2 separate regions of the Dromaius novaehollandiae genome follow, and region 1 is linked to region 2. A link is a contact called in public Hi-C data. All regions are on one chromosome and are shown on one strand. Each heading gives the region's core, a stretch centred on a gene start, on an enhancer-like site or on the middle of the called end of the contact. The rest is flanking DNA. Distances are from core to core; before and after follow the strand shown. Region 1 has its middle 130 kb from the start of MSX2. Region 2 holds the start of SFXN1 (sideroflexin 1).

What was found. A called contact is a pair of places that touch in the nucleus more often than the background predicts.
Region 1: a contact with region 2 is called in a Hi-C map of liver, with 11 times the contacts expected there. The contact joins the enhancer-like site here to the promoter of SFXN1 in region 2. A contact is called at or near these places in 2 of 4 Hi-C or Micro-C datasets (brain and liver).

The regions. Positions count from the first base shown.
Region 1 is chr15:15,059,706-15,065,739 of bDroNov1.hap1, forward strand. No RefSeq gene overlaps it. Among named protein-coding and RNA genes, the nearest start is that of MSX2, 130 kb to the left of the region's middle. Within about 2 kb of position 2,681, at least 1 of the 2 cell types and tissues checked has open chromatin away from gene starts, as enhancers often do.
Region 2 is chr15:14,628,859-14,635,256 of bDroNov1.hap1, forward strand. SFXN1 (sideroflexin 1) reads right to left here and starts at 1,330. Exons shown (of 12, transcript XM_064521012.1): 1 at 1,221-1,330; 2 at 244-399.

The sequences.
Region 1 (6,034 bases), core at 1,431-3,930, 430 kb after region 2:
ATAACAGAGGCCCAAATCCTCAAAGGTATTAGCAGCTAACTCTTGTTGAACTCGGCTAGAGTCAAGCACTTATATAATGGGTGAGCCAAACATCACACAAGCAGTCCGTGGAGGAGCAGAAAACCAACTTTTGGCTAGTACTTCAAAAATTACTGCACCGTTTGCCTCTCTTGGGCACGTCTTCTGCTTAGTTAGTACTTGGCCATGTATTTAGGGCTAGTTAACTCCTGAGCCAGCATTCAAGAAGAAAACGCATTTACCTTTCTGTCCAGAGCGTGGAGGAGCTCACAGGAAATGCCATATTTCAACAGATGTTTTGGGACATCTCCTGAAACTGCATTTGGTTTGGGCTATCACAGTGCCACAGAGCTGCAGAAAAACTGGAAGAATAAAGGCAAGAAAAAAAACAATGATAAAGAGCTGAAGGGGTGATCTGTGAGCGATGTGAGCAGTAAGCTTAATACAGGAGAGCGAGGAGTGACGATGAACGTCAGATTTAAGTGGTCAAGGGCTGTGCAGTCTTGTGGCTATGGGTATGTCCTGCAGCACAGAAATGGACCCACATCAGGCAGAGATAGTGATGGAGGGGATGGGGACAGCTCTGCTAGCCCTTCCTTCTCCCTGTGTATCAGCACCAGATTAATGTCAAGGAAAGAAAATGTCTGGGGGAGATACGAAGAAATCTATGTTTGGCTGTTGGCCCATTAAATCATTGTGTGACCCACCAGAGGAGCCCTGTGTGTTTGTGCCTCTGTAAGTGCCCTTAACATTCAGAGGACCTTACATGCTGGAGAGGAGAAACTAGTGGCTTGTCCATCTCGATCTCCTAACAGCCTGCATACTGCCCTTCTCTGGCCAGAAAGGAGAGGACTGGCCAGGATCACAGAAAGCCCCTTCTCAGGGTGGTTGTGTTTGAAGTTCAATGGGAGTTTTTTTTTTTTTTTTTTTCCCCCTCTTGGCCGCGTGACTTTTTCATGTTGAACTAAGGGGGTCTAATGAATGGAAAACTGAAATCGGAGGATTTTCATTCTTTAAGGAAATTAACCTCATTTAAAGGAAATGAGTGTTCAGAGGCAGAAAGGAAAGTCATAATTTAAATGATATCAGAAGCTGGTTTTCCTTATGTAACATATTATTAAACAGTGGGGAAAAGCTTTCACTAGGCAGCCTCAGGGAGCACTCAGCAACTATAAAGAGGGTTCACATGCATGGCTCTAATATGTTAATAAATTATGCTAATTACAAGCAAGGGATTAGAGAAGGGGAAATCAAATAATGGTGCAGTAACTGGGCCTCTTTCAACTTAATTTGCAACATTGCCTGTCTAGGCTCCTTGTTGAGTTACCAAGTTTGTTTTCTTCTTTCGAAGACTCTGAAATCCTCTTTTGTCCATGGGAAGATGGTGGTGTCACTGTCAGGAGATAGTGAATGAAAAAAAATGAAGTGCAAGGGGAGCAAAAGCGAGAATGAACCCTCTCCCTGATGAGTTTCTAATGACTGAAGGCTCAAAAGAGACAGCAGAAATACTGCTGCTTTTGCACTGTGCTAGCCTGGAAACCTGGCTGAAAAATGTTGTCGAATAGTATGTAATGGATCATGTTCCATGCATTTTCCTTTCAAAGCCTTCATAAGCAGGAACTTAGCAGAACTGCTGGAGGAGACTGGATTTCCCTCAGCTGCTAGCTCTTACTGTCCTGATAATCTTTAATTCCTTTGTCTCATAGAAAGTGATTCCCACATTTCAGTTATTTTCACTTGAATGGTACTTTTCCCCAAGATGGAATGTCTCTTTTCTTATTTGGAGACAGAGCCAATTCTTGCCTGGGATCTCCTTTACCTCACTGGGAAAATGTTTTGATTGACTTGTCAGTAGCTTTTGGATCCTTGATCTCAATTTATTTGATAGATTTCTTCCCCTGCTTTTAGAGTTTTTTCCTTCTTTTATCCTTCAAATGAACAGCTCAAGTGGTTTGTCAACTCTACCTTTTCCTTTGTGATTTGCTGGAATTTATGACAGGAAGAATTGGAGTAAATTAGAACAATTAAAGGAAAGCAAGAATGTGTTTCATTTTTGCTTTTTTAATTAATCCAGGGTACAGAATCCAATTGTCCCTTGCATTCTGGCTATAGCAATATGTCCTTCAGGGAAGGGTAGAGGTCAGAAGGGGAAAAAGCTGAGTCTGATAATGAAGAATGAAATTGATATAGAGATGGGGAAAGTTTGCTATCCTTTAGGAATTCCCTCCAGTGTGAAAAGTGCTACCTGACAGTTAAGCTATCTTTCAGGAAAAGACTAATGGAAATAGACATAAATGAGCATTCACAAGCCCCAATTTTCTCATTAAAAAAAAAACTGAAGAGTTAAAAAAATAACCAAACTCAAATATGTTTAATTTCTCTAATAAGACACTGCCTTTTACCCTCAGGAAAGGGGCAAGTATTCATTTTCATAAATTCCTTTTTTAGTAGGTTTTTTCATTCTTTTTTTTTCCTTTCTCTTTTTTTTCTCCTTTTCTCTCATTCTCTCTTTTTTTCCCCTCCATCAGCAAGGGGGGTGGTGAAAGAAAACAGAGACAAGCCAGATGCCTTTCAGTGCTTTGATCAGTTTCTCTGCAGACAGCCAGGCTGCCTCCTAGCACCTCTTTAACTACAGCTTGCCAGTAAGAAAATGAGCTGTTTTAACTCTGCAATTACAGTGCCTGCTGAATGCCTGTCATCACAGCAATAGGAACCTGATCTGAACTGTATATCCACTGGAGAGAGAATTACAGCAACCAGGGCAGAAAGTTAAATACCCCCTGTGGCGGTGAGACTCATATAAACGAAAAAGCCCACATCCCAGGCCTCCTCTGTTGGTGTAAATATATAAAACACTGACAATATGACACGCAGCTTCTCGAGAGAGTCCGGGAAAGGGGGAGCTGTAGGGTGATGCCATCCTGTTGTTTCAGATATTCTTGGGAATGATAACTATGAATGCCTAAGAAAAGAGAGAGCAGTGGGGGAAGGGAAGGAAAGGCATGGAAGGGGTAAGAAATTTATGCTATAAGCAAAGACATATGTGCACTGGGTACTGTTCTATCCATGGCACAAAAGTAAATGCATATATGGAACCAAGTCAGAAGGTAGTTTGCTGTTCAACACCACTTCACTCATGTTGCTCTGAAGTCAACACACATACACAAATGTGCTGGTGATGTGGGGCAAAGAGGATCTGTCCCTGTTCGGAGGGCAGAGGTGTGGAAAGTTTGGTGACTTCACAAATATGTGGCCATTTGAGGAATACAGCTATGATTTCCTCCTCTCTGGAGGTTACGCTTTAATCATTAGATTAGTCTTCCCTTAGGCAGACAGCAACTTGTTTGAACCCCTGAGAATATTGTATAATCCTATTGTGGGCATTCATTTTTAAGCCACCCTCTGTTAAATTATACAAATTAAAAAAAACAAAACAAAACAACACATTTGCATTCATGGGCATTTTACATACCGGCATTTGTTTGGGAAATATGCAAACAGATTGCAATCTGGGCCTGATCCAATGCATACTCAATCAGACAGCCCTGAACCAAACCCTTGCTTTATAAGGGCAGCTCTTAATGGTATCCTTGATTTGCAGTTTGTGTCATTTACCTTGAAAGTAAGTGGGTAGCAGGCAGTTCTTCAAGGCCTCTTCCGTCACAACAAATGAGCTGCCCATCAAGTGGATCTGAGGTTAGAATTATGCTGCCTTAACCTATTTGAATGTGTGCGAAAAGATGGATTAGAAGTAGGCAACTATAGCCAGAAAGTTATTAATTAGTTGATGGCTGCTTTATAGAAGTATTTTCCCATGGATCATGGACTATTAGAGGAATAAAATCAGATAACTTCTTCTCTAGTGTGTAGGATAAAGGTCTGAAAATCCAACCTTATGGGTTTTCCTTCTGATTCTTCCAACATATGTTCTTATTTAAGCCATTTTAATAACTACATGCTCAAATTTCTCTTCTGAAACGTGTGTTCCCATTCTCAGTTATCTTAGGGATGAGTTACAAGTGCTAATTGCATCCTGTTATGTTTATAAACATTAAAACTCTCAGGCCAATGTTTTCACACTGCAATGGCAACCCTGAAGCACCTTGTTCAGTTACTGACCACTACAAGGGATGATTGCCAACCATCTTCCAAAGGGGCATGAGATATAAATGACCTACGCGATTTTGATGAGACTTGCGAGGGGAACTTGATGTTTTATTCTCTGTGGGTGAAGCAGAAATCTATTTGCTAAACTCTATAGGCCAAGCCAGCCAGAGAGGATGAGTCAGTGCAGAGCAGCCAGCGGTTCAGCCGAGTGAGCATCTATGTAGCACTTGCTGTGGCAGCTCTTCTCCCACCTGCTTTCCCAGGATGGTGTGAATGCTTCACAGGTGCTTGGTAGGACAAACCTACTGCACAGATGCATTGCCAGAATTGCTCCCTAAAAAACCCTGCTTTTTAGATAGCTTCATGCCCTGTGCCCCCTCTCTCAGCATGGCTGGGGACCCTCCTCCTGCTCCATGCAGGATCCTGCTGGGGAAGGTGTGGAGCTAGATCCTCAGCCCTGAGCCTTGTGCTGGTCTCCGAGGGGTGGCACAGAGACGAGCAGTCAAGCTGGGAGCAGGAGCAGTGTGTGCCCCAGGCAGGCAAAGGCAGAGCAGAAGGGAGGGTGCGTCCGTGCTCCCCTAATGCCACCCTGCAGCCGACACAATTTGGAGCAGTCCTTCAGCTACAGACTCGCACTGCTTTCACCCTGCGCTGGCTCTAAGTCTCAGTACAAAGCCGACTTTCACATGGTTTCACCACCCCCCCTCCCCATCTTGGGCTGTTCTTTGACTTAAACCCAACACAGACTCCTTGTTCCCAAGTACCACGATTTCTCTCCTCATTTACCTGCAAATATCCGTGGCAGTGAGGTGTGCTAACGATGACAAGCTGGAGAGAACATGTCAAAGTGAAGCCGGTCGGCTGTTTGTTGTAGACTCAGGCTCCCTCTGCTGAATAAAATGAGTAAAACAGAAGTTAATTATCGTGACAGTTGAATTGTTGGAGGCTTGACTTGCCTTGGTGTCACATTAAGTGACAAAATAAAGCTCTTTATGATCTGCATGGCACATGAGGAAGAAGAGATATCACCTCATAAAAATACAGTGTAACTAAATATATCCACACCCTTGCAATCTTGCTGTCGTGGGATATGGGGGTTTGAGTCATTAGTGTAGAATACCACAAGTCCTTTTTCTCATAACTATAATGAAAAGGGACTGGTCTCATCATCTTCCAAATCACCTATTCAAAAGGACAAGTGGTGAGTCACACATGAATTGCTGTCATATGGTATAATGTACACTCCAAATATTTACAAGACAAGCCTGCGTTCTGCTCTCTCTTATGAAACCACATGTATTTATAGATGTAAGTGAAGGCAAAATCTAGTCAATTACATCTCGTCCTTATATTAGTCTATTAAAAATACTGCGGTTGAAGCTGTTTCCTTGTGAGTTAATGCATTCTGTTGCCCTTATCCCCTATATTTCAGCTTCGGAGAGGTGTAGAAATATGATGCAGAGCATGGAGATTACTACTCTTTTGATAGCTGCAGGTTACCGTGGACACTCAGGCAGAATTAATTTATTGTCGCACAAATGTTTAAAAGTGAGACACGGAAGTGTGAGTTAGTCACCCTATAGTCCGTTCACAGAGGTACATTTTCAGATGACAAACTGTATTTAATATCACAGTCCTCTTCCTCTGTGCAACTGCCTTTTATTTGTCACTAGCAGAGCGTACAGAAGCAGAGACAACTGACTGAGCAACTTAACTATTAGTGTGTTTGGGAATTACAAGTGGGTCAGAGCAGCTGCTTATGTTATATAACGTTCTTCTTAACTGGAAGCCAGTGTTTTCCCATGAAAGGAAAATCAAAGATGCATAAAAAGGCATTGGAGATATTCCTGACTCTGCTGTAATTTTCAACACCCTTGTCTAATTATTTATGATGTTTGACTTCTGGTTT
Region 2 (6,398 bases), core at 80-2,579:
TTAAAACCCAAGGTAAACTTAAGTAGGATTATCTGGCTCTATCCAAACACGTTCATGGTCCTCTCCTGTAGTTTTTCCCTATATAATACCTCTTTTCCTGATAGGATCCGAACAGGAGATGCTTTATTTGTACTTTGGCGCAAAGCCAGTCGTCACTGCCCCCTACCCTCTCAATACCCATCATTACAATTACCCTCAATTTTTTATAACTCAGTAAAGAAAAAAATCAATATGCATAATTACCCCCCCACCTCTGGTTAGTGGATGGCTGACCTCCAAGGTACAAGGTGTGTTCTTCCCCGGGAAAAGATGACAGCCCAGCACAGCGAGGCTCGCTCCCTGCAGGCACCGTTACGCGTGCCCTGGCTGTGATCCGCCACCCTCGGGTCACACGCCGAGCTGCGAGGACGACTGTTGGTCAGGGCGCAATTTCGGGAGGGGGTTTTGGAGACGGTGGGAAGGCAGGGAGCTGTCATTTGCGGAGAGAGGACGGCAGGGGGAAAGGCTGTGGCAGCCCCCAGTCACCTGTCTAACGCACGTGATAAGCGCAATGACAGAATATCCCTAGGAAAGGGGGTGATCACCACCGCCCAGGGGCTGGGAAGGATGGGGGGGACCCCGGGCCTCAGCCCCTACGGAGGCGATGGAGGGTGACACAGGTTTGGGCCTCAGCAGAGGGGATGGGGTGACACAGGGTCTGGGTCCCTATGGAGGGGATGGGGGTGACATGGGGTCTGGGCCCCTACAGAGAGGGGGATGGGGGTGACACAGGGTCTGTGACCCTATGGAGGGGATGGGGGTGACATGGGGTCTGGACCCCTATGGAGGGGACGGGGGTGACACAGGGTCTGTGCCACTATGGAGTGGGGGGAAGGGGGTGACACAGGGTCTGTGCCACTATGGAAGGGACAGGGGGTGACACAGAGTCTGGGGCCCTATGGAGGGGATGGGGGGTGACACAGGGCCTGGGGCCCTACGGAGGGGACAGAGGTGATGCAAGGTCTGCACCTGTGGAGGGGACAGGGGGTGACACGGGGCCTGGGCCCCTATGGAGGGGGCCGAGGTGACCCCCGGGCCTGTGCCCCCATGGAGAAATCGGGCTACGGGCCGGGGCACCGGGGTGCCCCAGGGCCTGGGCCGCGGCCGGGGGTGACACGCGCCGCAGCGCACCGGGGCCGGGGGTTGGGGGATGGCGGGGGCCGGGCCCCGGCGCTACTCACCGCGGCCGCTCCGCGCTGCCCGGAAGAGGCTGGGCGCCGCCGCGGGCCGGGGGGCGAGCGGGCCGCCCCGCTCCGCCCCGCTCCGCCCCCGGGGGCCGGGCCGCGCCGCGGCAGCTCCCCGCCGCCACGAGGCCTGGGGGCCCGGCCGGGACGCCCTGAGGCAGCGGGCCTGCGCCCGCCGGTGCTGCCGGGCGCCGCGGAGCCCGCCCGTGGCCGGAGCTGCGGCTACGACTCCATTTTGGGCGAATCTTGGACGTGAAGGGGGGCGACGCTTCCAGGCCCGGCGCCTGCCTGCGCCCCGGTTTCCGCAGCTCGTGCCCCAAAACTTCAGAGCAGCTCAGGCTGTGAAGCCACTTTTACATCTGAGGAAGGGAAAAGCTCGCGGTTACCGGCCCCCTCTGTGCCGCGCTGGCGGTATTTGGGTCGTGGCTAAATTGGGTCGTCAGTCCGACTTATGGGACTTCGAACCCCAAAAAAGCAGTGGACCAAAGGCAACTGTGCCAGTAAAGTCGGGTTTTTACTTACTTGCTCGTTCTCATGACACCTGCTTTAATAAGGAGCGCAGGAAACAAGCAGCAGCAGGGAAACGCTCGCAGGAAGCCGCAGTGAAATGACCCTTAGGAAAACAGTGTGCTCTCAGGCCCTAATCCTGAAAAGGAGTCAGTGGTAATAAAATACTGCCTTCTTACAAAATCCGCTCCGAATGATGGGAGCTTTCTTGCATATGGTGCCTTAAAAAAAAAAAAAAACACGGATCTTTGGTTTTGTTAAAGCCAGGCCGAGGAAGGGGTTTCAGAGCATTTCATTCCATTTAGCAATTGTGGCCGCTCCGCGTTATATCGTCACAGAATCTTGTTGCTTTTCTGTTGGAGGTTGGACGTGCGATCGTTCGAGATTTTTGAAAAATAGTACCCGGTTACGCCGCTCCTACGCGCTCTCCAACCCCGCTTCCTAATGACCACGCGGACGGGATCCCTTACACGCTTTTCAAGAATCAGCGGTTAAACGTTTCTGGAGGCCTGTAGATGTGTTTATTGATAGTGTTTGGGGCAGAGCCGGTGACATTTTTGCTGTTGAAACTGAACTGTGAAAAACTGGATTTCTTAATGCTTTTTGCGTAGGAATGTAATCTTGTAGGCTGGATTTTGTTTTCAGCTTTTAGCTAGAAAATTCACTACATATTTTTCAATTAAAAGTTAAAGATTTCTGTTGTAAATTTTGAAAATACTTCTTTTTCCACAGGGGAATTAATGTTTTGGGGGTTACCCCTAGGGTTATGCTATTTTCCAGCTGTTGACGGTCTGCCTGTAGGAGAAGCTGTAGGACACCCCAAGCTTGATTGGAAACCCCTGTGCACCTATTACACTCACAATTTAGGTTTGAGGCCTAACTTGCAAGCTAGGAATAAACTTCCAGCAGTCTCTCTTCCCATTTTGTATGTATATAAACCCAAGCATGTTTTTTGCATGAAGTTCTTGCTTTGTAGAAGCATTTTCGTACCTGCTGAAAACTGTGGCAGTGACTCCTAGTATCACTTGATCCTTTGACTTTCATTCTGACACAGACAGATCAAATCTCAGATGTCCACACATCCGTTGCCAGCTGGGGCTCTAGTGCTTAGATCATACTTGGGAATATAAATACAATAGGTGAAGGTACAGATATTCCAGGGTGAGCTTGCATCATGAAAAAGAAAAGGCTTGCCTTGATACCCATGCATTGCATTTTTCTTGCACATTGAATTTTATACAAAATGTATGTACTTTGCTGCTTTTTAATGTTGTCAGACAGATCCCAGGCTCCATGACCACTGACAAATCAAATTCTGAATGCACCTTTGAAGATATCCAGCCCTAACACTTGCTGCTAAAAACATCTCAGTGACTGAACAGGAAAGACATCTCATATAGAAAATGGGTATAGCTAAATATTGTGCATTGAAACAAATTAGTTGCCAGTGTGCATAACTGATACAGTGGTATGTTGCTTATATTCTAAGGATTCATGTCTTCTGCCTCTTGATCCTGTTATATGCCAAAGACATTAAAACTTGTAAATCTGCATTAAACCCCTCCTGATCTTTTCTGCACTGTCACAAGAGAAATTCTGCTTGCAGGCTCTTTAATGTGAGATATATTAGTATCTAGATTCTCTGAGTTGCAAAATGAAAAGCTATTTATGATGGACACATTCACTCTCAGAGATAATCACGTTCTCTAGATTCAGTGCAGATGGTATTGAATGGCTCTATTGCCTCTCTTTCACTGGACTAGTCATTCCTCTCATTGGTGAGAAACCAAATCGAATTTTTGCCATGAACCCTGTGAAATCTTGAGGGGGCTCTGACCAACAACCACAGAACAATTGCTCACAAGCTACAGAACTGGGCAAATGGGTGAATATGGGTATTCACAGGGAATGTCTAACCTCTGACTACATGTGTTCCTTCATCCCCACTAATCTTCCTGTTACAAACATTTTAAGCTGCATTTAAAAAAGCAAAATGCAGCAGCATCTTCCAGCTGCAAGATGCAGATGTGTGTTTTGGCTTCATCCTGATTCCTCTCTGAGGTGAGAGCCAGGCTTGTACTATTCCTGCCTGTGCCCTCCACAAGAAGCAGAGTTAGGTGGGCGAGCTGGACGGGGCTGCCAGGCACTCCAGCCAGTTCTCTGCTTTAAACAATCGAGAGAGCAGGATCCCAGAACATGGTATCGAGCATATTCATCTGCAGCTTAATAGTGTAGCTTTATTCTTCAGAAGTCCTGATCTTCAAAAGACTCCTGCACAGACAGTCGCATACAATGAAAACAAACAGGGCTCGGTTAGTGCTCCAATTGTAAGTTCAAGCATGTGTTTTCTCATATGTTCATAAAGAGTATAATATCTTGCTGGTTATATTACAGTCCAAATATTAATAGTATATACAGAAAACATGTACCTAGAGACTACAGCTGTATACATCAGATAAACATTACATTAGCTCCCGTGGGAGCATTCCTTTCAGTCTTCTTATTTCCTAACATCTCCATTAATAAGAGTCCTGCGGCCCTCCAGATGTAAATTCAGACCTTAGTCTTTACTGAACTAGGAATGAATTTAACCGTGTTTTCACATGAAAGAATTCCTTGACATTTATAGGGCAAACTCTTCCCTACACCAACCAGAATATGAGGACTTCTGCTCTCCTACAACTACTGTCTTATCTAAGAAATGAGCTTTATGTATTTACTTTCCCCAAGCTCTTCTGCATTCATAATATTTACATTGGACATTACCGCTTTTATGTTTTTAGTTATTTCAAATTGGTGCATCAACTGGCAAAAACTAAGAGCTGCTGTTCGCTGCATTTACTAGCATAAATGTCCAGTAAGTGGCACTACAGGACAAAGTTTTCAGCAACTCTGTATCACAGACAGCACACTAAGACTAAAGGCAAGCCTGGGATATGTCAAAACTTTCCTGCTCCATGAGAAAGGAAGTTGTACAGCGGGTGGGAAATGATGTGTGGTGACTGCCCTGAAGGTATTAAGGCAAAGAACTGGAGTGTATTCAGCTGCTGCCTCTTGAACATGGTGTCAGGAACCGGCCTTGGCATGGAGCTGACATTATCAGAGATTTGCCAGAAGAAACCGACAAAATTTCTGGGTGCCATTCATTATCACTCACTTGATGGGAGGTGCCTATGATGGCTTTGTACTGTATTTTACTATCAGAAACAGAGTACTGGGCTAGGTGAACCATGTATATAGCACCTCTTGTGGTCTACAGACTTACTGTATGTCAATTTTATGCAGAAAATCCAAATGCCAAGCTGGAAGGCATGGCAGTACAGCTTGAGGAGTACTCAGAAGTTCAAAGATTGTTTCTGCTAATGAGCTAGGGAGGTCATCAAGCCTGTGTCAGCATATCAAAAAACCACCATCACTCTGATTTCCCATAGCATCCACTGTTAACAAGTAAACTATTATTTAGGGGAATTCGGTCAAAAAAGCAAGCAACAAAACACTTTCTGGCAGCCTAAATTGTAACAAAACCCTTATCTAAGCTGATGGAGGATTAGTTCCAAAACCAGTTACAGGTTCTGGCTCTGTTTATGATATCCGAACCTGATTTTAGGTAAATTGTGTTATACTGTGTCAAACGGAATTGATGCATGACCGATTCTCCCATTTATCTAGAGGAGAACATGCATAGTTATACCAGGTAACACTGAAAGGGAAAGAAGACGAAAAGCTACACTGCATTTAGAAGGGACATAAAGCTACATTTAAAGGGATAAATCTGCCTTTGAAGGGAATTAGGAAGCTATTTCCTCTATGATATGGGTATTCTATAAATGTCTTTTGTGGGGTTGCTCATACCCTGAAGCATCTGTGCCAGACACTGTCGACTAGACATTCAACTAGGCAGACCAATCTGGGATGGCAGCAGTATATGGCTGTACATGTAGTGTGGGGCAGGAGGAGGTGTAGTCATCCTCTAGGGACCACTCTTAAATGTTTATTCCTGCAGTGACATAGGATGGCACTTGACAACTTCTGATAACAAGAAGCAACATGCAAGAACACACAACAGCCAAAGATGACACACACAAGCTGGTGGGAAATTCCTAGAAAGCAATAGGAAATTCCTAGAAAGTGGGGGGCCTGAGTGGAGGGGGGGAATTCCCAGAGAGCTGTGGCAAATTCTAAGAAAGGTAGGAGAAGTTCCTAGAAAACAAAGAAAAACTCATAGAATGGTGAAGGAAATTCCTAGAAAGCAGTGTAAAATTCCAAGAAAGCACAGGGAATTCCTAGAAAGCAACAGGATAATCCTAGAAAGCATAAGGGACTTCCTAGAAAGCTGGGTGTAAATTCCTAGAAAGCAGAAGAGAATTCCTAGAAAGCAATGAGGAGTTTCCTAGAAAGCTGTGGGAAATTCCTAGAAAGCAATGTGTGATTCTTAGAAAGCAGTGGGAAATTCCTGGAAAGCTATAGGAAATTCCCAGAAAACAATGAGGAATTCCTCGAGAGCTATGGGGGATTCCTAAAAGCAGGGGGGAAATCCTAGAATGCTACAGGAAATTCCTAGAAAACTATGGGAAATTCCTAGAAAACATATGAAGTTTCTGAAAAGAAATGCAAATCCTAGAAAGCAATGGGAATTCCAAGAAACTAGCGGGCAGTTCCTAGGAAGCA